Regions from separate parts of the Mus musculus genome. Here regions 2 and 3 are each linked to region 1. A link is a contact called in public HiChIP or PLAC-seq and promoter capture Hi-C data. All regions are on one chromosome and are shown on one strand. Each heading gives the region's core, a stretch centred on a gene start, on an enhancer-like site or on the middle of the called end of the contact. The rest is flanking DNA. Distances are from core to core; before and after follow the strand shown. Region 1 holds the start of Rgl1 (ral guanine nucleotide dissociation stimulator,-like 1). Region 2 holds the start of Niban1 (niban apoptosis regulator 1). Region 3 holds the start of C230024C17Rik (RIKEN cDNA C230024C17 gene).

What was found. Promoter capture Hi-C pulls out the DNA fragments that hold promoters and counts their contacts. HiChIP or PLAC-seq counts read pairs in DNA pulled down with a chosen protein or histone mark.
Region 2: an H3K27ac HiChIP or PLAC-seq map of embryonic stem cells shows a contact between it and region 1, with 2.5 times the contacts expected there. The contact joins the promoter of Niban1 here to the promoter of Rgl1 in region 1. A contact is called at or near these places in 1 of 39 promoter capture datasets (the 3T3-L1 cell line) and 1 of 115 datasets of contacts at active chromatin or transcription factors (embryonic stem cells).
Region 3: a promoter capture Hi-C map of stem cell-derived epiblast-like cells shows a contact between it and region 1, with 2.9 times the contacts expected there. The contact joins the promoter of C230024C17Rik here to the promoter of Rgl1 in region 1. A contact is called at or near these places in 2 of 39 promoter capture datasets (pre-B cells and stem cell-derived epiblast-like cells).

Annotation. Positions count from the first base shown.
Region 1 is chr1:152,622,688-152,627,347 of GRCm38.p6, reverse strand. It overlaps Rgl1 (ral guanine nucleotide dissociation stimulator,-like 1), which reads left to right and starts at 2,131. Exons shown (of 18, transcript NM_016846.4): 1 at 2,131-2,364; 2 at 3,420-3,530. The coding sequence starts at 2,338.
Region 2 is chr1:151,569,744-151,574,330 of GRCm38.p6, reverse strand. It overlaps Niban1 (niban apoptosis regulator 1), which reads right to left and starts at 2,958. Exons shown (of 14, transcript NM_022018.3): 1 at 2,747-2,958. The coding sequence starts at 2,801.
Region 3 is chr1:153,736,160-153,740,570 of GRCm38.p6, reverse strand. It overlaps C230024C17Rik (RIKEN cDNA C230024C17 gene), which reads left to right and starts at 2,742. Exons shown (of 3, transcript NR_046171.1): 1 at 2,742-3,095. It overlaps Rgs16 (regulator of G-protein signaling 16), which reads right to left and starts at 218. Exons shown (of 5, transcript NM_011267.3): 1 at 59-218. The coding sequence starts at 102.

The DNA of each region.
Region 1 (4,660 bases), core at 882-3,381:
TCGCTCATTTTAAGTGAAATAGTTTAAAATAAGTGGAAAAAGCCCTTGTTGACTTCAACATTTGATAGTTCTAGATCATATAAGTCCAGCTATTTGGTTTTCATCTTTTTCTTTCCTTCGTAAAAGGATTGTGACAAAATCACACCTTCCCAGGAACAAACACAAATAATCATTCTTGGCATGTCTCTCTGGAGCTTGAATATAATTTGGAAGACATCATTTCAGATTTCTGTACATTGCAGACATGACAGCCTTTCATGGAGTTCCGGCCTACAGCTCCTAAGGGGGAAGGGCAGTAGGGAGAAAATGGAGCCTTCTGGACAGCTCTCCGTGCACTAGGTGACTTGCACATTTCTTTATTTAACCCTTTCTGAAATTCTGTGAGGTTTGTCCTACTTTGTAGCCAAGGAAGCAAATCGGAGGGAAGCCATGGAAATGTACTCTGACTTCCACTCTTAAGGCTGGGCTTGAAGGCTGGGCTTGAACTGGGTTCTGTTGTCATTCCCTTTACAGCCAGAACCCAAGTCAATAGGATGAGAAGAAGGGAGAGCTACAGCCTGAGAGGCTTGTGAGGCCCAAGCCACCTTTCCCAGGAATTTCTGGAGAAGAAACTGCTTTTGTGAAGAAGTTTTTCAACAGTCTTAAAACTTGCAGCACAGATTAGGTTACAGCGGTGGTGAAATTAACTGAAGTGTTGCTCATCTGTCCTGGGCTGCCTCTTGAGGTCTTCAGAATCACCAAGGAGACTCATCTAGGTGTGACCTGGGGCCCTGAGGCAGATAAGAAGCCTGAGGTAGGGCCGCCACATGTTTTCCCTCTGGCTCCTGGGACACTCTGTTCTGAGTACTGAGCACAGCAGAAGGAATGTGTGTGTGTGTGTGTGTGTGTGTGTGTGTGTGTGTGTGTGTGTATGTGTGTTTAATATTTAAATTATAGAAACATCCACTTTGGTTGTAAAAGATCATTCTCTCTACAGTCTTGAACTCCTGAAGCATGGGTCTTTATGAGGAGCGTTTGACTGACTTGAAGACATCCTTCAGTGTGCAGAGATCCTTTGCTTGCTTGGTGTAGCCTCTGTCATTTCTGATGCCCTTCTGGAGACATCAGTGCACTGATTGCCTAACTTTTCAGCTCATGGTATATTCAGTACTAACCAAAGCTCAGCACAGCAATCTGGAGGAGGTCCTTTTCAGTTTGACATGTGTAAAACATGACATTTTTGTAATTGGTGTGGAGTTCTGACAGGTACAGTTTGGCTACCTGACTATGGGCTATCTCTTGCTGTTGATTTATTGAAACTAGATCTTTTAAAGTGTAATGTATTGTCCCCCACAGACTATTGTGTTAAGATAAAATTCTTTTCAGCATTGTCCTTTGAAAGGCTTTCCCTACAGTGATTATCCCTCTGTGTCCCCACAGTGCACACCCCCCATGGCTACTCACAGAGGCTCCAGAAACCCCTAGGACCACTTATGGCCTCTGTCACAAACTGTCAGATCCTGCAAAACTCTCTGCTCTCACCAGCAGTAGCCAGTAAGCCTTATCAGACTGGGTGGTGGAGTTGATGCATGCCTGTAATCTCAGCACTCAAGAGACAGAGGCAGGAGGATTGCCAGAAAAGTTCTAAGTGTTCAAGGCTAGCCAGGACCACCTTTTGTTTAAAAAAAAGAAAAAAAAAGCAAGAAAGCCACAAACAAGAGTGGGCAGTAGGAACAAGTCCAGGCAGTTGCAGGTGCGGGGCAGGGTAGAGCCGCTGGGCACGGTTTTTAGATACCCAGATAGCTTTTGACTTTATCCTAATGAAAATCTTCCCCCCAAATCGAGGGGACTCTGATTTAATTGCTGTAAATTCCAAATAGCAAGCAGATCACACAAGAATCCCTAATCCCTAACAGTTTCCTTCAGTAAAGCAGACGGAGGCTGCGCACATGTCCCATGGCACACATGGTTCTATTTTGTCACCTGGTGGCCACCAGGAAACCCCGATGAAGCGGTCTACTTGAAAGCATCGTTTCCCCACCACTCTGAGCTGGAGAAACGATTGCTTGCTCCCTTGATCCGCGGGGCTTCCGAAAGGGAGAGTGCGCTCACAAGCACAAACAGGAAAGCCTGACATCACGGAGCGGCGGGGAGGAGTCTGCTGCCGCGGGCTCCCGGGCTGCCTGCTCGCTGGCCGGCGCTCCTTTGTGGCCCGGTCGCGCGCGGCGGCGGCGGCGGCAGTCGGGCAGCAAGGCGCGTGGGAAGCGCGGGGACCCGGAGCCGGGCCAGAGAGACGCCCCGACCGCCTCGGAGCAGGGCGCACCATGCAGCGTCCGTGTGCCGGAAAGAAAACTGAGAATGAAATTACTTTGGCAAGCTAAAATGGTAACGCCAGCTCCCCGCCTTCCCCTGACGCTTCTCTGCTGGGGGACTCGTCCCATCTCCCGCTTTCTCGGGCCGGGTTGTTGGAGCACTGTCTAACTGATCAGAGCCACCCGGACCCCACTCTCTAAGAGGAGCTTTCTCATTCTGCTTTGTGTCCTTCCCCTCTCTGTGCCTCTTCTCCCTAGAAACGATGCCTGTGTTCTCAGGCATCGCCTGCGGGGTGTCTGGGACAGGCAGATGCGTGTCAGGAGAGCAGAACTTGGAAAGGACAGAACTCAGTCTGGGGGAGCGGCGCCGCGCTCTGCTTCCCAGCGGCAGCCCTTTAACACAGATCCGAGGTTTAGCTGGCGACATGGCTATCCAGGGGGTCGCTGTGTAAATTTCAGTGGAAGCTGCATGAAGATGTTTTGCTTTCTCGGCACTTGCCAGAGGGGCTTTTCTTTTCTTTTCTTTTCTTTTCTTTTCTTTTCTTTTCTTTTCCTTTTTTCTTTCTGGAAATAAAAACTTTCCATACCCCACATAACTTTTTTTTGGGTTTCAAAATAGTAAGAGGAGAAAAAGAGGTACAACTTCACTTCCCAAAGAGGGCTCTTGGTATTAAAACACTTGTTTGAGGGAGTTTAACATCGACATTGCTCAAATGTTTGTGTACTTTGAGAAGTATAAACTCTTGTTTTTGCAAATGAGTTATTTTTTCCTTTCACTTAAGTGGACAGAGTTGATCAGGACTAAACCACAGTTTCCTTAAGAAGGAAAAAAAAAAACTTGAAAAGATGATTTAAGATACGTGGCTAGGTTAGGAAAAGTAACTGACCAGAGAAGGGAGAAGTCGGAGGCTCCTGATACCGCAGGAAAAGGCTGCCAGCCAAGAAAATCTCAGCCTTGCCTATTGCAGGGTGTCCTGTGTTGCTCTGTTTGGAGGATTTACTCAAAGGCTTGGAGAGCCTTTGTAAGCAGGGAAGCAGCTGGGATAGATTGTGGTTAGCCAAGGGGGAAGAAAACAACAACACACACTACGACCCTCTTTTTCTTTCTTTTTATCCTGTCCCTGGCAGAGCTCGATTCAGGACTGGGGTGAAGAGGTAGAGGAAGGAGCTGTTTACCATGTCACCCTCAAAAGAGTCCAGATTCAACAGGCGGCCAATAAAGGAGCGAGATGGCTAGGGGTGAGTAGCGCTTCCGAGATCTTGAACTTTGGAACAGTGTCTTTGCTCTTCTGTGAATATCATTATTATTTAGCCAAGGTAGCCCCCCCCATCCCCTTTTTCTCCCCCTTAGTCTTAAAAAGGAAACTGCTGATGGCCAAGTGTTTGCTCTAGCTGGACAGGTCTGTTTTAGGACTTGTGTTTTCCTAAGCATCTTCCCTAAGTCTGTCAATAATTCAGAACCTTCCGGAAACATCTTGAGGTATTTGGCAAACAGGCTGGGGGTGTTGTGGCAGAAGAGGACAGACACACAGAGACCTGGTCAGAGAGCACTACTAGCTTCTACATGTGTCATAAACCGCTGTGCCCAGAAGATAACCTTTTCTCTCTCTCCTCCTTACACAGTGATGCCAACAGCCCAGTCCCCACTCCCAGAAGTTCAGAGGCCATTCAGACCCGCTTCCTTTGAGGGGCGGCAAGGTTTCCCATTGTGACCTCCTTTCTGTAGAATGGGAGTAGACTGATATATACTTAGTCTTGGGGCTTTGCCTGTAGAGTATGGAGTCGGTGGCAGACACTCGGAAAAAATCTGCTTTCCATAAACTATTGGGGAAGGTCATGTGAGTTCTTAATTCGACCAATGAATCTTTCAACACATCCCAAATGAAGGGACTATGCAAGGCAGAGAGCCTGGCGGTGGGATCAGGAACATGTGGGAGAGTGGAGAGAGAGTAGTTACAGATGACACAGGGAGGAACATAGCGGTGTCTGAAGAGAGGCAGGACTTGTGGGTAATGGTCTTCAAAGCACTGAGGAGTGTGTGCTTGCATCGCAGCCTACTAACCTTAGTTTCAGAGCACACAGGGTTTGGAGCAGTGTTCCCAGATGAGTGCGGAGTGCACGGGGCTTCCTGGGAGGAGCGGAGGCAATATGACTTGTAAGACTCATAGTCAAAGGCAGGAAGCCAGGAGCCCTATCTTCCTTAGCCGTGGCTGCTGACATTGGATCTCCCCCAACCCCCGCATTGACCTTCTCAACCTGCCTTAAGTCAGGATTTTCCTGCCACTATGCTTGGATCAGGACACTGTTGACCGGGATGGTAAGTTGCTAGTGACATTGAAGATGTAGTCTGCAAAGTTAGGCACTTTCTC
Region 2 (4,587 bases), core at 1,709-4,208, 1.1 Mb after region 1:
AAATGCAGGGGTATGGTTTTATTTAGGGACCTGAAGCTTCAAAACTGCTGGGGAAATCAGAACCCCGTGATCTCTGTTTGCTCATGCAGGAATAATTTCAAGCTCCATGCATTTTTCCAAGGCTCTTTTCCCTTCTGGCGTGCTCAGGGCCGCCAGTCCCGTGAAGCAGAGGCTCATTTTCTCTGGAGGTATTTTAACTCCTTTCTTCCCTCCCCAGCTTACATGCCATGCAAACCCCCTTCCAAATACAGAAAGAGAGAAAACAATCCAAGACTAAGGGATGTAATGACTATAGTTTTACTAACTTAAATACGATTATTGCATCTTCCTTACATAGTGACTTTTGTGTGTCTATCAATGTTGTTTTAGAATAAAGAGGCTAACACTTTTCCTTATTTGAGTACAATACTTGCATCAAATCATAACAAAGGTCATGACCTTGAGGTGTGTGAACCAGGCCTGCAAGGCAGCTCATCACCAACCTTGCCAGGGATCCTGATACTTGTAACTGGCTATGCATCAACTTTCAGTGCTTCTCACTATGCAGTGAAACATCTTATAAACGTCACAAACACAATTTTGCTCACGGGCTAATGCAAGCCCCTTGTTAGTGTTCTGTGTCATCTCTGAGCCCAGCACGGGGGGGGAGGGGGGGGTGAACAGTGAAGAGTAAAATTAGCAGGCTTAGTCTTAAATAAAATCTCCATCTTTTCTCCCTGTGCAGAGGGCCAAGACCACCACTGAGGGACAAGTGACTGAGCTTGTCCCCTCACACTGATAACTCCCTGTCCCGAAGTGAGCAGAAGCAAGAATCTGGAAAATCAATTATAGCTCCTGCCTTGAATCTGCCTTTATATGGCACCCTTTAAAAAGGTTTTGAAACACTATGACTGACAACAAATACAGAATTAATAAATGAATAAATGTATTTCTTTTAGATATAATCTTAAGGGCCAGAAAGGGGCATCAGGAAAAAGTTCACTGTTTCTTCTAAAAAGTTAAAGTAAAACTTGGAGCTTAATACATACTTTTTAAAAATTCACTTTACATCCTATTCACTGGCCCCATCCCAGTCACCCCCTCCCACAATGCTTTCCCCCGAACCCCTCCCCTTCTCCTCTGAGTGGGTGGAGGCCCCCTGGGTACACCCCTACCCTGGCACATAAAGTCTCTTCGAGGCCAGGCACATCCTTTCCCACTGAAGGCAGCCCAGCTAGAAGAACACATCCCATGGGCAGCTTTTGGGATAACCCCCTTCCAGTTGTTTGGGAACCACGTGGAGACCAAACTACACATCTGCTACATATGTGCAGGGAGGCCTAGGTCCAGCCTGTGTATATTCTTTGGCTGGTAGTTCAGTCTCTGAGAACCCTAAGAGTCCAGGTTAGTTGACTCTGTTGGTCTTCCTGTGGAGTTCCTATTCCCTTCAGGGCAGCAATCCTTCCTCCTCTTCTTCTATACGAGTCCCCAAGCCCCATCCACTGTTTGGCTGTGGGTGTCTGCATCTGTATGAGTCAGCTGCTGGTTGGAGCCTCTAAGAGGACAATCATGCTAGACTCCAGTTTGCAAGCATAACAAAGTAAAGGCTGCTCACTCTCTCCCTATCTATTCAGTATAGTACTGCAAGTTCTAGCCAGAGCAATAAGACAGCTAAAAATTATCAAGCGGATACAAATCGGAAAGGAAGAAGTCAAAGTATCGCTATTTTTGGATGATATCATAATATACATAAATGACCCCAAAATCTACCAGAGAACTCCTACAGCTGATAAATTCTGCAAAGTGGCTGCATATAAAATTAACTCAAAGAAATCAGTAGCCCTCCTTTAATACATACTTTTCAAAGTACTTGGGAAGCCAGGAGTGGGGCACTAAATTCATAGCTAGCTGAATGTCTGTGGCTGAGGGCAAGATTAGGGTGGGTGGGGTAAGAACCAAACACAACGAAAGATAAGAACTCTGGATTTCCTGCAGTTTCTGTGCCACCGAGTTTTGGTTTCTTCTGCCTGTCTCTCTCTTACTGAATCACTCCGTAGGTCAAGATCTCCTAAAAAGATGTTTCTCCCCATCTATAGCTTTAACAACTGTTGCAAAAACACTCCGAGCTTCCCCTTTTGTTTTCCTCCCTCTCAGGGGAAGGAAGGGAACCATCCAACCTGAAAAGGTAAAGATTTCATCCTTTCTGCTTCTGATGAAATCGCCCTGCAATTGGTGTGAAGTTCAGGAGAAGGTGTGGCCTGCGCTGCACTTTACAAAACCAGGCCAATATGACCCGGAGGGAAATTCTGATAGCCCAGGAACTCCCCACCACTACCACTAAGGAAATCTCAAAACTCGAGGGGATAACCCCAGTAAACCTCTAACCTTTGGAAATTACTCAGAGCCAAGTACAAACAAGAAAGATGTCTCCCCAGCAGGGAAGGAACAGATTCTGAGGCTGGAGGGGCACAGGGCGGGGGCAGGAGGGGTGGAGTGCGAGGGGGCACCAACAAAGTTCTCTCCAGCCACCCTGGGAGTACCTGCCTCTCACGTGTGTCCTGCATCATCCCGTCCCTACTCTCTACCCCACCTGAGTCGCGGGTGCTTGAAACAGGACACCGGGGCTCCGCTCCCGGAGGCGAGCGCAAGTCTAGGAGCCCAACGCCCGCCGGTAGCACCAGCTAGCCAGTGCTCCCTCGGAAGATCAGCGTGCAGGTGACCAGGCTAGCCCTGGCTCTGCGCCACCCTGCCGCCCTGGCCGCCGTACCTCGGATGTAGGCGCACTTGCCCTCGTCCAGCTGGCTGGAAGCTGAGCCGCCCATGGCCGCGGTGCTGCACGGGAGGCAGAGGACTGACACCAACTGCGCCTGCTGCTTGCCGCTGAAGGTGGATGTGTCAGGGAACTGGCTCTGTAATTAAAGGGCCAACTTCCTTGAGAGGCGTCGCCGGCCCGGGCGCCTCCTCCAGGCCCGCGCCCTCGGAAGATGTGTGGGCTGGCCCGGGGGCTGTCTTCCCGCCCTCGCTGCGCTGGAACCCCGGGGGCTGTCCTAGGAACTCCAGGGAGTAACCATAGTAAAAATACTTTCCTCCTTCTCGAGACTGACTTTTCACCAGTTTGGGGACAGCCCAGACCCATCGTGGAGGGAGTGGAGAGAGCGGACTTCTTCCATGTGACTGTAACTTCTCCCAGATGGAGATTTACAGTCCCACCAGGTGGAGGTCAGGAGCCCTTCCCCTTCCTGTTCTCCAGCCACCTGTCCACAGATCCCCCACTCCCATCCGCATCCCCACCTCCGGAATTCCCTTGCACGGAAGTATGGGAACCTTGGAGAGTCAAAGCTTCTTGTAACCAAGCACTTGGATTTGAGAGATGGGAACTGAAGGGGAAGCAGGGGAGAGAAATGGGAGAAGCCAAGGCCGGTTCCACACACTAAGTAAGCCCTGAACCTGCCTACGACTCCAGGGAGTCTGTCCTGACACCTTAACCTTCAAGTCTTCTTACCACGTGGTTTCTCGTATGCAAGGCCACTATCTCTTCAGCTTGGCCGCCTCAGGCAAGAACACCCTGGGCAGAGGGGTCATCCTGATTTCTTTCTGTTCTTAGTGGCCAGGAGTTTTACAATTCCTATCAACTTAACCAGGCCTAAAGAGGACTTTAAGGCTTCTCCACAGCTGCCTCTAAAGTTAATTCACCAGAACTTTAACACATATTTCTCACAGCTCACACACCGAGTCTCTCGCACCCTGTACACTAGATCATCAGTAAAATCCTGTCGAGTCTAATTTCAAAATATGTCCAACGTCCAGGGAATTCTTACCATCTCCACTGCCCTCGTTTCTCACATTAAGCCTCACAACAGTCTAACCCGGCTCCGGGCTTCAAAGGAAAAGCCAAGGGTCTATTATAGCCTGAGGGGTGGGGGGCTTCCCCTCTCATTTACCAGCGTTTCTGTCTCTGCTCTCTAGGTTCCAGCCCCTGCCCTGCTCGCTCCCCTATGCCAAGGTGAACCACTTGCTCAGTTTTCCTCTCTGGGTGCCTCATTCATTCAACTCTCACAGGCTAACATCTTCAGGCTCATGAACAGAGTGCTGCTAGTAGCATTCCTGGAGCTCTGGGTTTGCACCTCAGCATCTCACAAACAAGGTGTGCCAGTGCGTATCTGCAATTCCTGCACTCTGGGAGGCGAACGAACGCTGGAGGAGTGGGCTACATGGAGAGTCGGAGGCCAGCTTGAGCTACATGAAAAGCAGTATCAAAAAGAGAGAGAGAGAAAAAAAGAAAAAGAAAGGAGGAAGGAAATAAGGAGAATAAAAGGAAAGAAAAAAGAAAAGAGAAGAAAAGCTAACAACACCGAGAGACTTCGCCTGAACCCTCCCTAAACACCAGCCATGGTGGTGTGAGTGTTTACTCCCAGGACTCAGGAGGGACAGGCAGAGGCAGGCGAATCTCTGATTTCAAGGCCAGCCTGGTCTACAGAACAGGTTCCAGGACAGCTAGGGCTACACAGAGAAACAGTCTCAAAACAACAACAAACATACAAACAAACAAACAAAAAACCAACCAAACAAAAAAGTTTAAGGGCCTGCACTCAGTAAAAGCTGGGGTCT
Region 3 (4,411 bases), core at 1,493-3,992, 1.1 Mb before region 1:
TAGTGGATTCGGGACTTGGTCGTCCGGACTGCTAAAAAAAAAAAAAAAATCCTCTTACCTCTCCAGGCAGGTGTTGGGGAAGGTGGCTAGGGTGCGGCACATGGTTGCGGACGCAGGACAGCACGTCGTGGAGAGGATGGTGGCGGACCGGAGGGCGAAGAGGGAAAAGCGAGTAGCAAGTACCAGGCTGCGCAGAAGAGGTCTGGAGAGCGGCACGCGCCGGGCCGGTGGCTACTAAGGCTTTTATCCCCGTGGGGCGGGGCGGGGACGAACGTCGCCGACCAATAAGAGAGTGGGGCTGGGCGTTGGGAGGGAGGAGGCAGCGAGGGGAGTCTGAAGGGGTGGGGCACGACTGGTAGCCCCCAGGGCCTCATCTCAAGCGCACGGGGCTGTCCCCACCCCCAAGGTCGGAGACTTGGGGTGCCAGGAGAAGAGGAAGGCTTGAAGACCAGACATACGCCGAGAGAGAGAGAGAGAGAGAGAGAGAGAGAGAGAGAGAGAGAGAGAGAGAGAGAGAGAGAGACGCCGACCTCTAGTAAAAGCAGGAAAACAATTCAAAAGTGACAGGAGAGGTTTGGTAGGGGGTGGAGAGTTCACGGAGGACAGGCGCATGGGGTGCATTCCAAGAAAAAGTACATCACCACTATACTGCACTCTCTCTCAGGTCAGAACAGGTACCATCCCATGGTCTTCGAAGGTGACGGGAGCCAAGTGAGCTATTCGCCCCCACGGTCATTACCTCCACTTTGAGATGAAGGATCAGAAGATCAGAAAACTAGCGATTTGGCCAAGATCAGCAGGCATGGGCGGAAACATTTACTTAACACAATTATAGCAGAAATCTCTGCAACCGTGCTTAATTGCTCTAATGCTCTATAGTTATAGGGTAAGTCTTGGTGCCTCAATCCAGCTTTGAATTTACCATGTTGCTCCTGCTGGAAAGCAACAGTAACAACAGCTCTGTAACCGGTAAGTGATCCTGAGGCTAAGCAACTGCTTAGTTCCCCTCCTCATCCTGCCTTAAAGGTGCCATTGTCTTCCCGGCTGGCCCTCGGGAGCTCCCTTCGAGATTGCTACTAAGAAGCAGCAGGTAAGGTTAAGGGTAGATAGTTATGGAGTTTCAAATCATGTTTCTGCTGTATAATTATGAGAGACCTTAGAGACTCCATCTTTCCATTTCTTTGTGTCTGGGGTTTAGACATCACCATACTTATTTCATAAGGTGTGGTGGGGACTGAAGACCTTTTTGGAGAGCTGGACTTCCCCAGGGAGCATTCTGTAGGGGTAGCAGGCATGCTAGGGATAATTCTCAGAAACGAACTGAGAGAAGAGCAGAGCAGTTATGCTGCACACAGAGACCCCACCCCACGCCCAGAGGGTCTTCAAGGATGTTCTAGAGTTGTGTAGACCTTTGCAAGTGTCTACTTCTGGAGCTGAGCAGGCCTTAGCATTACCCATTTATTGGACTCTGCTGTGCTGAGATGCCTGACCTGGCTCCAGGTGATGTCTCTGTCAAGAGCAACTCCCAGAGCCTATAACAGAGACCATACCACACTGGTGGTGGCCAGGATAGGGGATCTGGGTGGCATGCCAAAGGACCCGCATCTATATACAAGGCGCTTGGAACAAGACTTGGCACACAATCAAACAGATTGGCAAACAGATAGACTGGAAATCTATGCTGTATGGAATTCTATGCAGTAAGGAAAACAATGTTTTGTCACTTTCAGGATACAGAATTCCATCTCCTAGGGGGCTTCTCCAGCAGTAAGGACTGCTCTATGCTCTGTGAAGTAAAAGGTCGGGAAAGGAAGATGGGAGGGAGTGGGAAGGAGGAAAGGAAAGGGAGGCGAGGAAGGAGGCTGGAGATGCAGCTCAGTGGTCTTGTCTAGAGAAAGGGCACTTGAGAATGTGCATGCACAGAGAGAGAAGGAGGAGGAGGAAGAGGAAGAAGAGGAAGAAGAAGAGATCAAAATGCCTGGATTATATAGAGAAGAGGCATTGGGGGAAGGGCAGCCCAGCCCCTGGGCTGAAAGTTCAGGGTTAGGGGCAGGGTATGCCAGGTGAGACTGAGGGATGCTGGGAGAACCTAGAGGCCAGGTCTGCTTTGATATGAAAAATTTGCACCTCAGTCCCTTGTGCCTGTCCAGTCCAGTCCGAAACCAAACATCTGGAACAATAGTTCAGGTAGACTCCCCTCACTGAGCCAGACCCTATGAAGGGTGACCCAGTTAGTCAACCTGATCCACTGTTCCCAAACTCCCACATTCTCAAGGCAGAACCAAGGCAGAGAGGACAGGGCACATTCCTGGACACACTTCTACCTCAGGTGCAGTGAACACCAAATCCACATGCCCGTCTTGCCAAGCTCAGCTCTTGAGAGCTTCCTACCTCACAGCCCGAGGGCTAGACTGGGGCTGAGCAGAGACGTGTGGGCACTCGGTGGGTGGATGCCTTGTTGGGCGGCTGTGTATCTCAAGTCTCCATCTACATGGAGCAGCCAGCCAGCCCACCAGAGGTGCTCAGCTGAGCTGAAGGTTTTCCTTTGCCTGGTGCTCCTCATACCCACAGACACACTTTTGTCACACAGCTGCCAGGCACAGATGTGGGTGTTATCCATGGCACAGCCGTTCTCCATGTGACACGGATGGATCATACCCGACGCTCTTGCCCATTTTGGAATCAACCCAGAGTCACGTGACAAGAATACTGCATTCTGCAGAGGATCCTCTCAAACCTCCCTGCCCATTCTGCATCCTTGTGGGGTCTTTAAGGAGGTTTGAAATTTCTATTTGGCAGGCAACAAAATAGCAGTGCCCAAGGTGTTTTTCATTAAATACATCCAGGCTGAAGCCAGGGCTGCCGCCAGATTCCTGGGCTAGTATGTTCTATTTGACAAAGCAAAGGAAGACAAAGGAATTGATACAACCGCAACCGCACTGACAGGCAGATCCAGAGAGCTCACAGCTCCCTGCTGAGGATGAAGAGCCCTCCTCTGAGTTCAACTTGCCTCCCAGTTGCCATGGTTACCTTTCTGGTTTCCAGACAGAAACTTTCTGAAGTTCACAATGTATCCAGACTTCTCTTCCCAGCAGGTCAGTTCCTATCTGTGATTTCAGAGATGTGATTGACTCCACAGTAGCTGTGAATCTAGCCCATTGAATATGCTGGTGAATTGCACTGGCTCTGACAAAACCTGACCTCATTTTTGCCCAGCAGGTCCAGCACAGCTGCCATCTCTTTAATGGAGGGTGTAGGGACAACAGCTTTGTGGCCTGGGTCATCTGGGATCAGCAATCTGGGCAAAGCTGGGGGTCAGGATTAAATATCCCATAGTGCCTCTCAGCCTTTCTGTCCTTCATCTCCTTCAGCCCCCATGGTACATCACATTACCCTTTCTGTGGTAGCAGAAGTCCAGACGGGAGCTTTGTCTAGTGTCAATGGTTTGGTGGTGAATGACTGTAATCCATTAACACACCACACACACCATACCACACACACACACACACATCCTGTGCTCTGGATCCTCCAAATTCAATCATCAGTCTCCCCACAAATAGTCATTTAAAATGTACTGTGTTCCCAAGTCCGTGGGGAAAGGCAGTAAAAGGCCATGCTGTCTTCTTAACATCACAAGGGGCTGTCCACCTGCCTTTTAGACTTGTTAGACTCCCCCTTACCATCGAGACCTTATAATTAGGAGCTAGGAAGATGGGTTGGTGGGTAAAGTGCCTGCTATACAAATATGAGACCTGAGTTTGGGTCCCCAGTGCCTACCTAAAAAGCCAGGTGGTGGCCACATGTCTATAATCCCAAGGCTGGCAAGGGAGGGGTGAGGGGGATATGCTGGCGTGCGATCGACAGAGCCGGGTAGATCCCTGTGCCAGTATAGCTTAAAACAAAACAAAACAAAACAAAACAACAACAACAACAAAAACACAGGTTCATGAAACACCCTATCTCAAAAATTAAGCTGAGGAGTGTCTAAAAACTAAGGTGGAGACTACAAAATCAGACACAGGCAGACAGGCAGACAGGTGCATGCGCGTGCGCACACACACAAAGAAAAAAGACATTATAATCAAACACTGGGGTTTGAGCTCTGAGCTAACTCCAGAGCCCACATTTCTGAGCATTCGCCACATCGGTTTTCTGTATGTGTTCTCCAGCTCACACTTGGCTCATGATGAGAAACCCTGGAGGAAATAGCAGGATGCTTCACTCATCCTTCCTGTCTCCTGTCTCCTCTCTCTCTCTCCCACCCCCCTCATTTGCTCGCTCCATTCCTTTCTCCCCACTCACATTTTCCACTTTCCAGTCCTTGCCCTTAGCTGTGGTGTCGTCACTGGCTCTGGACTTTTCTGCTTTTTTGCTTCCTGGTCCCTCGTGTCTCCAGTTCCTTTGTGTAGCC